Regions from separate parts of the Mus musculus genome. Here regions 1, 2 and 3 are each linked to region 4. The links are chromatin contacts, called in public HiCAR-type and promoter capture Hi-C maps. All regions are on one chromosome and are shown on one strand. The core of a region is the stretch at or near the end of the contact, and the rest is flanking DNA. Distances in the headings are between cores, read along the strand shown.

Region 1 (2,766 bases), core at 129-2,628, 3.0 Mb after region 4:
CTCAAAAAAACAAAAAACCAGAAACCTCAAAAACCTGTTGATCAGAGAGTCAACACCAATCCTGAGGAAAGACCATGAGCCACCCACCGGAACCCCACTTACTCATCACCATCGGGACACAGGCCGGTGGCCTCATCGTACTTGGAGCAGTATATGTCCGGGCTGTAGTTGAAGGTGCCATCGCGTCGTCGGAGCGGTCTGCGACGACGCTGATTTAGGAAATGCCAATGGAAACAGGTGAACGGCCTGTGCTGGCTGCACTTATGCTGCAAAAACAGGGAGCACTGCTCTGTCCTAAACTCCTTTAGATACCTAAAAAGACAAACAGCGTTGCGGGCCGCAGCCACCGCCGGCTGGAGGCCCCTGGGATGCGGCGGGGCAGGGTCCCAGACGAGAAGCATCCCCCACCCCCGGCAATACACACACACACACACACACACACACACACACACACTGAGCGATCCTGACTGCCATGGCCCGGTACCCTCCTTTTTTAAAAGCACCCCGGGTGTCACTTCCCAACTCGGAGACCAGGTAACTCCAGTCAGGCAGACTCTCCGTTCCCTGACCCCAAATACCACTTCCCAGTCCCCAGATAAGAAGATTCCCGGACACGAGGCATAGACCTCCTCTTAGCAGGCCATCACCAACTCTGATCCCAGGTAACTCTACAGAAGTACACTCCATTCTCTGCCCCCTTCTAGTCCCTGACCCCTGGAGCCACCTCTCAATCCTCAGTCCCGGTCTCCCGCTCGACTACCTTCATAGGTTCCAGATGGACTGCAAGCGCCACCCGCCCACACCAGGCGCAACCCCTCTTCTGCGCCGCAGAAACGACCCCCGGGCTCACAACCAAGCGGCCACCGGACTCTAGGTGCGGCTCCGCCCCCAGCCCAGAGGTCACCCCAGACCCCGGAACCGCCTCTCAACCTCAGGCAGCGACTGCTCGAGTCCGGATGGCCGTGCGCCCACCTCCAGCCCAGGCGCGGCCCTGAGCTACGAACGCAGGCGCTGTTCCCCAGACTCCAGTCTGGCGCGCGGGGTCGCCGGAGACCAGGAGCAAGTCCAGCCCCCAAGCCAGGGGTCACCGAAAACCCTGGGCGCTGCCACTCCACCTTAGGCGGCGGCCCGCGCCTGGACGGCGTGACCCGCAAGAGCTGGCGGCGGGGGCGCGGGCGCGGGCGGGGCGCACCCACAGCGGCGACACCGGGGCCCGTGGCGCACGCGGGCCGCTGCTTTGCGCCGCAGCGCCCAGAAGGCCACGGACCGCAGCCCAGGCACTGACCTGTAGTGGGTTGGTTTCTCTGTCTGCGGGGGGGACCCGCTCAGCGCCGCCGCCGCCGCTTTCGAAACCGACGGCATTTTCAGTCAAAACAATGCAGCGCGCATGCGCCGCGCCGGCGCCCCCGGATCTCCCCCCCGCACCGAGCCCCCTGCGCCCCCCGCCGCGCCGGCCACACCCCCGGGCACGCCACGCCGGCCACGCCCCCACCGACCCCTCGCCCACGCGCGCTGTGCGGCGGGGGTGACACACAGGTTCTGCCGGCCCACCACGGCAGCAAGTTACAGGCGCAAGGCGGGACACGCCCGTTGGTGTAGAGTCCCCATGATGGCCTCTGCGTCCAGGGCTGCTGTTGGGCACAGGTTTCTTTGAACTGGAAAAAGTCTATAATTAGACTGTGACGATGGTCGCCCCTTTATTAAATTTGTGAATTTAAGGATAATCCGAGTGTGAATTCTGTTGAGCCACTTTTTTAAAAACACAGCGTAAGATGCTGCCAGATGAGCCCATCGGGTAAAGGATGTACAGGGTGGTCAGTAATCAGACTGATCTGGGGTCCGCAGAATGCTAACTGCACGTGGCGGGCAGGACTCGCAAGTGCTAGGATGAATTCGGGAGAACCCAGGGCTAGCATTCACTGGTGTGTAAAGTGACCACAGCTCCTCTGCTAACTGCGGGTGTGCTCTGAGGGATAAAGTCTGAGTAGCACAGCCACAAGTGTTCTGAAAGGAATGGGCAGAAAAGAGAGGGATGTTTTCAGAAAGGAGGATTACAGAAAACCTATCCCATTTCCAGAAACACGATCTAAAATATTAACAGAGAGACATACACGGTCCAGGTATGTATGCTATATTTTAAAGTACTAGTAAGGTAAAATTACCATTTGCTGGTAGGATTACTGACTTCTTCATATGACATTTTTGTAGACAAATTCTTTGAGTTGTTGACAACTTTGGAGAGTGAGTTGGTTTGGTTTGGGTGCTAGAGGTAGAACCCGGAGCCATGTGCGTGCCCGGACCCAGGTCCATGCCGGCTAAGCACTTATCCCTGAGCATTTCCCCTAGCCCACAGACCCTGAAGTTAACTTAGTTTAAAGGACTTATTTTAATGGTTGCACAAGCATGTGGATGGATAGTGAGCTGTAGGCAGTCCCAGCAAACAGAAACATTGTTTTTTCAAAGATCAAATAGAAGAATGAGCAAGCAGGGAAGGGCAGACAGGGGAACCTACAGAGGAATAAATGTGTCTCAGACTGCTGAGGGATAGGGAATGAAAACTAGGTCAACCCCCAAGTCCAGCCTGGAGAAACACACAAGACAACCTAAGGAATCTGAGAGAGAGAGAGGGAGAGAAAGAGAGAGAGAGGGAGAGAGAGAGAGAGAGAGAGAGAGAAGCTGGCTCTGTAAGGTGTGACAGAGAGCAAATAGCAGTGATGGTGGAACTCAGCGACCTTGACTGTGGACATGGGCAAAGGTCTCTCATCA
Region 2 (2,700 bases), core at 196-2,695, 2.2 Mb after region 4:
GTTGGGTCCCATCTGCTCAAGAGTCAGGGTGGTTGATCTATGGCTTCTGTCCCTGCAAAGCTCTCTCTGCCCTTCTTGACCTCTGCAGGGTGTCCTGTGGTCTGTGCACTCAACAGGGTGTCTGTCTTCTGGCCCATACTACACTAGCATAGATCAGGGCTCAGCCAACCTGGGATGATCCAGCTTTACCTGCTGTGTGATCATCTTACTTAGTGCAGTGATACATCATTGCACTAGTGATGACCCGTAGTGACCAGAGATACTGTCCTGGATCCAGCTTGGCCATTCTCCTGATCATGGGTATCACCTACTGATGAATGAGCAGTGACTTCACCACTGTCAGGGGGCTCAGGAAGACAGCCTCTGCTCCTCTCCTCTTGCCAAAATTTGGTGTCTTCCCCATTCAGGCATAGGTGTCCCCACAGCATCCTGAATTCAATGGCCAGTCTTTAGCTTTCTAGCTTCTGGAGCATGAATGATTTCCCAGAAACATTATCTGTAGTCTCTACTGAGCCAGACTCAGGTTTTCTGGGTCCGGGGGCAAATAGTACCCAATCTCTCACACAACATTCAGAGTGCCGGGTGTCCTTTTGCTATGTGCTATGTTTTTTTTTGTTTTTTGTTTTTGGTTTTTGGTTTTTGGTTGGTTTTTGGTTTGGTTTGTTTTGTTTTTTGAGACAGGGTTTCTCTGTATAGCCCTGGCTGTCCTGGAACTCACTTTGTAGACCAGACTGGCTTCGAACTCAGAAATCTGCCTGCCTCTGCCTCCCGAGTGCTGGGATTAAAGGCGTGGGCCACAACGCCCGGCTAGCAGCCTGATTCTTAGTTAGCTTTCAGTTGCAGAGGACAAGTGGCTGGAATTAAGTTAATTCGGGGGAGCCAAAGGGCTCTAATGGGAAATAGCTTGGGGGCTCTTGTGAACATAACTCAAAGGACTGCCTCAGATGCCAGTGTTTCTCTAGAAAAAGTGACGTGCCTATCTAGCACTCGAGTAAACACAGACCTCAGATGGAGTAACCTCGGAAGGAGCAGTGCCAGCACGGTTGCTGCTTCAGACCGTTGGGAAAGAAACCAGAAGTCGCTGGAAGAGGTAGAAAGCAGCCAAGGCAGCTAGGTTGGACTGTACCACCTACTGCCCCAACGCAGCAGACAACCGGTTCAGACCTTGTACAAAATCACGACCCAGACTCCCGACATCTCCCCTGGCGCAGTAACACTCGAACCCCGTGGACGCCTACCGGAGCCCAAAGCCCATCTTAAGGGGATCCTGGGAGCTGTAGTCCGTTCTCTTCCCGGATCCAGCGCGCCACATCAAACTAGCTTGGGAGTACCAACTGCATCCGTGAACTGAGCGTCTCCGGTCACGTTGGGAGGGCGAAATCTCAGGGAAAGAGTAGAGGGTAGGACCATTCATGGACTACAATTCCCGGCGTGCCTTGAGCCGCGTCGCTCTGCCCTGTGGGAGCCGTAGTCCCGGCTCCGGGTTCCCAGTGCCGCGTGCGCCCCTGACGCGCTGTAGCCTCGGGCCCCGGCTGGGCGCCACGCTACGGAAGCAGCGTAAGGCGTAGCGGGTAGGCCGGGCGGGACGGCGGGCGCTAGCTACGGAGGCGTTTGTAAGGTTGCCGGGCCGAGACGGATCTTCGCGGCCAAAACGCGCTAAGCCGGCGGAGCATCGCGGCTGGCGCGAAGGGGCCCTTGGTGCCCTCCGGTCGAAGTTGTGGGTCAACCGACTGAGGGCCGGCACTAGGGCCGCGCCCGCCTAGACCGATCGCGAGCGCTGAGGAGGCGCCGCCGGCTCGCTAAGGTGAGTTCCACGGTAGGCGGCCGGCCAGACGGCCTAGGACTCGTAGAGCTCGGCCTCAGGGCATCAGCCGGGATGCTCCATGTTTGTCCTGGGAGCAGTAGCCTGGCTTGTGGTGAGCGGGAAGGGGAGGGGGAAGCGCGCCGGAGGTGTGGGTCACTCGAGGCCAGCCTAGGAACCTCAGACGCAGGCGACCCTCGGTGCCTGCCTGTCCTTGAGTGCCCTCTTGTCCGGGGCTAAGCGTTGGCCCACTGTACGAAGGTATAGGTCGTGGGGGCACTGTCTGCAGAAACCTGCAGCTGCCTGGGGCGGCAGCAAGAGTAAAGCGTCCTGTGTGCCCCCTCATCCCACACTTCTGTTTTTGCGGGCCTGTCAGCAGGCCGAGAAAGTTACAGAGCAGCCCCTTGACAGCTGCGGGATTTTCTTTTTGTTTTCTGAAAAAGGGGCCCTTCCACGTCTGATTTGGGAACCCTGTTGTGTGGCCAGATGGTCCTTGCTAGGCTGGCTCTTAGGGTCCCTGAGTACAGATACTGAAACAGGACCGCGAAACACCTAGCCTCGAAAACAGGATAGATACCTCCTGAGTTTCAGGAGAACCTGAGAGCCTACCTGAGTGTTTGCTGCTGACCCTGCAGTTCAGCAATAAATCAGGAAGAACTGCTACTCAGTAAGAAACTGTGAGATTACCCCTCCAGTGGCAATTTCCCCTTTCCCAGTCTGGAGAACTGCAAGTCACAGATGTGGAGCTTGCCTCTTGAGTTTCTCCCTGCTTCCAGAGTCTAGCTGTCAGGGATGCGCTCAGGACCACAGTTCTGCAGTCTAGGGCAATTGTGTCTTGCTGAACAGTAGCTTGCCTCCATGGGGTAGTAGATTCTGTTTCCTTTGAGGTCCTTCTGCTC
Region 3 (2,700 bases), core at 165-2,664, 2.6 Mb after region 4:
GCCACTGCAGATGTGCAGGGAAGGGCCTTTCTTGGCAGGTAATGGTTAAAATATGGAGAGAGTTCAGCAGGCAATGGCAGCTAGCTCTCCATCGACACAACACACACACACACACACACACACACACACACACACAGTGAGAGAGAGAGAGAGAGACAGACAGAGAGGGAAGAGGGAGGGAGACAGAGAGGAGAGAGAGAGAGAGAGAGAGAGAGAGAGAGAGAGAGAGAGAGAGAGAGAACTAGAATAGAATAAGGTCACCATTAAGGTAGTTTCTCTTCCTTAGCCGTCCCCTCAGCAGGAAGCAGGGACTTGGACCTTCTCCCTCTGTCCAGAGCTGTAGATGCCCTAAGGCCACACTGCACAGGACTGGCCTTTTCCAGGTCTGCAGGGAAAGTCTGATTGGAGGCTGGGATCCCAGACCTGAAGGTTAGGGCACCACTCACGGCTTGGGTGGAGATGGAGATTATTAGAGACCACAGTTCTTCCCTGCAGCCGCCTCCACGGGCTTGGGAAACAGGTGGCTTCCTTTAGGGTTACCGAGCTCTCGAGAGCCACAGCTCTATGCCACCCAGACAAGCTTAGGGTGGCAGGTACATCGCCTCCTTTGAGTTTGGCGAGAGACTCCTAGCTGCACTTGGAGACCTCCGGGCTGGGAGGCAAGTCGCGGGGGCGACCTCGGGCGCGGTTCGGAGTCAGGCTTGGCTCTCGCCTCGGGAGAAACGTCCCCTCTCCGACCCTGAGCACTCTCCGCCTTCTCTCTAGGCGCTGAGGAGAAGCGGCCCAGCGTGGTTTCCGCCTCCGCCAGACCACCCAGGCCCGCCCGCCAGGGCCTCCGCGCCCCCACCACAGGTCATACCCGGAAGGACCCGAGCCCCCGCGTCCGGCCCCTCCATCCGCCTGACCGCCCTCAGGGACTCAGCAGTCACTGCCAGAGCAGCCCCGCCCAGCGCCCCCGCCCTCCCACCTCTGTCTAGCCCCGGGGTCCTCCAGCTCACCTAGGTGCGGGAGTTACCAGGGTCACCTGGTGGCTCTTGTCATTGCGCCACCCTGCGGGCAGAACCCGGGTTTGGTTGCAATAGCGGATTCGAGCCCCACATTGGAGGGAGGGATGTTGGACTCAGGAACCTTGTGGATTAGCATCCTTGCCTGCCGCCCGAAAGTCAAGCCGTGCTGCTGAGATCCATGCACTGGGCAGTCAGTCACCCTTAGCCCTCTGACCCCGCCTCAGCCGAGGGATCAGGCTGCGGGGCGCCTGGCCCACGTGGTACGGAGGGTGGAGCGGGGTCGCAAGGCTTCTTTGGATTCGGGGCGGGGCATACAAGCTCCGCCTGGGGAGGACCTGCCAACCCGGACCGGGAGGGGCGGGGTTTCGACCACGGCTTAAAGAAACTTGTTGCGGGTCCCAGAACTGAGACTGAGCTACTGCGGCGGAGGAGCTGCTGCTGGGCCCCTGCGGTGAGGACAAAGATTGGGTCCTGCGTGGCAACCTTGGATTCTAGAGTGTCCTTCCACAGAGTGACCGGGCGCGACCCCTGCGTCCATCCCCACTGAGTGCCCCTCCGCGCGTGGCCCCGATGCTGGACATGAGTGAGGCCCGCGCCCAGCCTCCCTGCAGCCCGTCTGGCACCGCTAGCTCCATGTCACACGTGGAGGATTCGGACTCCGACGCGCCACCGTCGCCCGCGGGATCAGAGGGCCTGGGCCGCGCGGGGGGCGGCGGCCGAGGGGATACTGCTGAGGCAGCAGACGAACGCTTCCCAGCCTGCATCCGTGATGCCGTGTCGCAGGTGCTTAAGGGTTATGACTGGAGTCTGGTGCCTATGCCTGTGCGCGGCGGCGGTGGCGGCACGCTCAAGGCCAAGCCACACGTGAAGCGGCCCATGAATGCCTTCATGGTGTGGGCACAGGCGGCGCGCCGCAAGCTGGCGGACCAGTACCCGCATCTCCATAACGCAGAGCTCAGCAAGACCCTAGGCAAGCTGTGGCGGTGAGTGTGGGGACTCTTGACACTCAGGCTGAGGAAAGGAGTGACTTCGTGCCCCAGCTTGGGCTGTGCTCCTGGGCTGGTTCCAGGGTGGGTCTGGTCAACAGAGACACCAGGTGTGGGACTTTGGAGATGGACGGAGGCCAGTGCCTGGAGTGTGACCCTCCAGTCCTTTCTCCTCTCCTGGGATATCCTGCTGAGAACTGCAGAACTGGGGATCCTAGCATCGAGTGGCCACCACGGCCTGTAGGCATATTGGGTAGGCATCAAGCTGCTTTGTCCTGGGCAGAAGCTGGGACTCCGGGGTCCATGAGGAGTCCAAGTCCTCTGGCAGGTACTGCTCCCAGGCCACAGGAACCTGGAATTGGGGAAGGAAAGAGCAGGTGAAAGTGACAGGCTCAATGAGCACTTTGGCCTGAGAAAGGCAGGCATTATTGAAGACAGCTGCACAGTCCCACCTCCCAAGCTGCCTCTATTCGAGTTTGAAACAGTGTGTAGTAGTGATACTGGGCTGAGCAGGACAGCCAGGTTGTCTTGCCCTCTCAGCTTGGCCGGCAAGTTGAGGTTCAAGGTCGAGAGATTCTCAGGGTGTGTGTGTGTGTGCTCTGAGGACAATCTCCCGGAGTTTCTCCATCACTCCTGGCAACTTGGGATGGCTGGTTTCCAGAAAGCCTTCCTTGCCTTTGTCGAAGTATAGTTTTCACTGGGTCCTG
Region 4 (2,700 bases), core at 152-2,651:
GCCAAAAGTTCCCCAGCTGAAGGGCCAAGCTCATGATGTCAACTCAGTGGGAAGCTCTGTGCTGCACGGCTTTACAAACTGATAGAGTCCAATTGAGGGGGCAGAGTGTAGACAATCACAGGAATGAAGAAATACTGTTCGGTAAAGCCAGTAGACCCAGGTTGGGAGTGGGGGTGGGAGGGTGAGGTTACAAGGACTACATTTCTGAGGCAGCGTAGAAAAAAGTTCGCTATTTTTGTCTTGACTAAGAATTGCAGAATTTTAATAGAAAGAAACATTGGGGAATCACCAAACTCAATCTCATCACAGTTCTGATCAGAAACTCAAGTCCACCGTAAGGAAAGGACCTCCACCAAGGTTTCCAAAGCTCAACATGATAGAATTTGAACTTGAACCACACACTCAATCTAGAATCCTTTCCTGCCTCAAATGATACTTCATTTCCATTTACTCTTGATCACCACAACGGTGGCATGGCAGTGGGCATAAGTTATGTATGTGCTGATTGACACTGGAGGCTGGGGGCGGGGGGGGGGGTTAAAGAGGGATGTCAGGAGGGTGAGATGATCATGGTGTTACGGGGCGAAGATCACGAGTTATGTGGATGAGTGGGTGGGAAACAGCCCGAGTCTGGTTTGCAGAAGCCAGGAGAGGACTAAGGGGTGCCCACAGAGGGTAGTCTAGGGGGTCACTAGGGACTACGGGCCTCTTGGAAGCCATGTAATGATTGTATCAGCACTGAGACTGGAGGGTCCAGAAGCAGGGCTGGGGTTAGCACTCAATGAATTGGGGGTCGCCTTGTGAGGTCTGGGGGTCAGGAGTGTGTGTATGGGGTCAAGGAGGAGGAGGAGGGCGGGGTTTGGGAGTCCTGGGGGAGGAGTCTCAGGGCGGGATGGAGGGGCAGGGACCCTGGGTGGGGGTGGGGCCAGGCCGCCGTCCAGGGAGGCCCAGCCGCCAGGCCAGGGACCGAGGAGGGTGGGCACGACGGGCTCCGGACCTTCCCGGGGCCCCGCGTTCGCCCAGCCTCCCGCCTCGGGGCACGGTGGACCCACTCTTCCCGCGGCCACCAACCTGACAGCCCCCGAGGGCGACTCCGCCGACAGACCACCATGCACCGGGCCCTGCCACCAGCGCCGGCCCCGCAACCCGCCTGCGCCATAGCCCGCCCGCGCGCGGCTTGCCTCGCGCGATATCCAGGTTCCAGGGCGGCCGCACTTCCCTCTCGCTCCCGGCGCGGCCTCCGCCGGGCCCCGGAACCCGGATGACCAGCGCGGGGCCACGCTCCAGCCCGCCCCCCTCCGCCGCGGCGGCCGGCCTGCTTATCCCGGTTCCCGGGCCCCGGAGCCCAGGCCGCCGAGTCTCCTCAGGCGAGCCTCGGAGCTCCGCCTCGCTCTTCTCTCCGCTGGCCGCCGGGTGACGCGGCCTCGCCAGCCCGGGCGCCCGGGGAGGGCGTGATGACGTCACGACGCCGGGTGGAAGCCGCGGTCGCCATAGCAACGGGGGAAAAAATCGAGCGGCGGTGGGCTGCTCGGGAGGAAGCCATTGCAGGTATCTCTAGGTGGTTCCTGCAGAGGACGGTGACCAGACGCCTGGAGGGGATGGGACTCCGAGGGACAGTCCTCCCAGCGCCCTGTGCAACGGCGCCCCAAGGGATGGCGTCCCGACAGTCATCTCTGCTGGATGGTCCTCCCCCTGGGACTTCACCCTAAGGGACGCTTCTCTCCCGCTCTGTCAGAAGGTGAACTGGGGCTCAGCACCCTGAGGGACTTAGGGACGGTCCTCCCTGTGGACAGTCTCCGTGAGAGATGGTCCTTCTGCATGGACTGCACCCCGAGGGACAATCCTTCCTGCACTTTGTGGGAAGATGCCCGAGGGGTGGGGGTGGGGGGACAGCATTATGAAGGATGGAGCCCTGACAGTCCTTCCTGCGGGACAATTCTCCCTGCAGTACTGGCTTTTCCCATATGCCCTGGGGAACGTGAGTGTTTATGAGGGATGGTGCACCCATCCTGTCCCCTGAGGAAGGGCCCTGACGTTCCCCTCTGCTCGACTCATCTTCCTGAGGGATGATTCTCTCTGAAGGAAGGTTCCCTGACAACACTTGCTTCCTTCTACTGCCTTCCCTGAGAAATGACACTCTGATGGTCGACCCCTGAGGGACAACGCCCCGAGAGTCTTCTCAGGTTCTTGGGCGTTCATTCATTCCTCCATCAGCTCCCCAAAACCAACAGGTCCCCTTGATAGGGTAGCAGTGTGAGGAACAAAACCAAGTGCCCCCTTTCTTCTCTGTTTTTCCATAGTTTTGTCCTTTTTTTGGACTCAAACTGTGGATCCCAAGGTGGCCTTGAACTTGTGATCCTCCTGCCTCATCTTTACACCTGACACCTAACTTTAAAAGTTCTTTTTATTATCTCTCTTCCAAGCAGGGAGGAATTGTGGTTCAGGATATTTTCAGAAATTGAGAGAAAATAAGCTTCCAATTAAAAATAAGAAGATGAAGGGGGAGGAGCCTTGGCACGGGCATGTTAACCCCGAGGTCCCAGTGTGGTACTGGAATTTCCACCTGGTGCCCTAGTATATACCCAGTTAGAGCCAGCTCTGCCATCCTAGCACGACACACATGGGATCTTTCCAGGGTTTTATAGCACGGATTATTGGTTAGAAATACAGCAAGAAAGCCAGACACGGTGGTGTACAACT

The links. Promoter capture Hi-C pulls out the DNA fragments that hold promoters and counts their contacts. HiCAR-type assays count read pairs that join an accessible place to other places. Capture Hi-C pulls out chosen DNA fragments and counts their contacts.
Region 1: a contact with region 4 is called in a promoter capture Hi-C map of the C10 cell line, with 7 times the contacts expected there. The contact joins the promoter of Unkl here to the promoter of Zfp523 in region 4. A contact is called at or near these places in 2 of 39 promoter capture datasets (the C10 cell line and liver).
Region 2: a promoter capture Hi-C map of adipose tissue shows a contact between it and region 4, with 3 times the contacts expected there. The contact joins the promoter of 1700022N22Rik here to the promoter of Zfp523 in region 4.
Region 3: a contact with region 4 is called in a HiCAR-type map of astrocytes, with 2.6 times the contacts expected there. The contact joins the promoter of Sox8 here to the promoter of Zfp523 in region 4. A contact is called at or near these places in 1 of 39 promoter capture datasets (pre-B cells) and 1 of 115 datasets of contacts at active chromatin or transcription factors (astrocytes).

What each region holds. Positions count from the first base shown.
Region 1 is chr17:25,187,012-25,189,777 of GRCm38.p6, reverse strand. It overlaps Unkl (unkempt family like zinc finger), which reads right to left and starts at 1,378. Exons shown (of 15, transcript NM_001197024.1): 1 at 1,286-1,378; 2 at 103-312. The coding sequence starts at 1,362. BC003965 (cDNA sequence BC003965) reads right to left here. Exons shown (of 2, transcript NM_183150.2): 2 at 2,116-2,766. Gm52286 (a long non-coding RNA gene) reads left to right here and starts at 308. Exons shown (of 2, transcript XR_003952239.1): 1 at 308-662; 2 at 769-1,724.
Region 2 is chr17:25,984,575-25,987,274 of GRCm38.p6, reverse strand. It overlaps 1700022N22Rik (RIKEN cDNA 1700022N22 gene), which reads right to left and starts at 1,445. Exons shown (of 2, transcript NR_166913.2): 1 at 1,239-1,445. It overlaps Capn15 (calpain 15), which reads left to right and starts at 1,401. Exons shown (of 12, transcript NM_001347334.1): 1 at 1,401-1,804.
Region 3 is chr17:25,569,400-25,572,099 of GRCm38.p6, reverse strand. It overlaps Sox8 (SRY (sex determining region Y)-box 8), which reads left to right and starts at 1,414. Exons shown (of 3, transcript NM_011447.3): 1 at 1,414-1,990. The coding sequence starts at 1,578. It overlaps Cerox1 (cytoplasmic endogenous regulator of oxidative phosphorylation 1), which reads right to left and starts at 1,289. Exons shown (of 2, transcript NR_045176.1): 1 at 999-1,289.
Region 4 is chr17:28,175,897-28,178,596 of GRCm38.p6, reverse strand. It overlaps Zfp523 (zinc finger protein 523), which reads right to left and starts at 1,401. Exons shown (of 14, transcript NM_001357995.1): 1 at 1,072-1,401.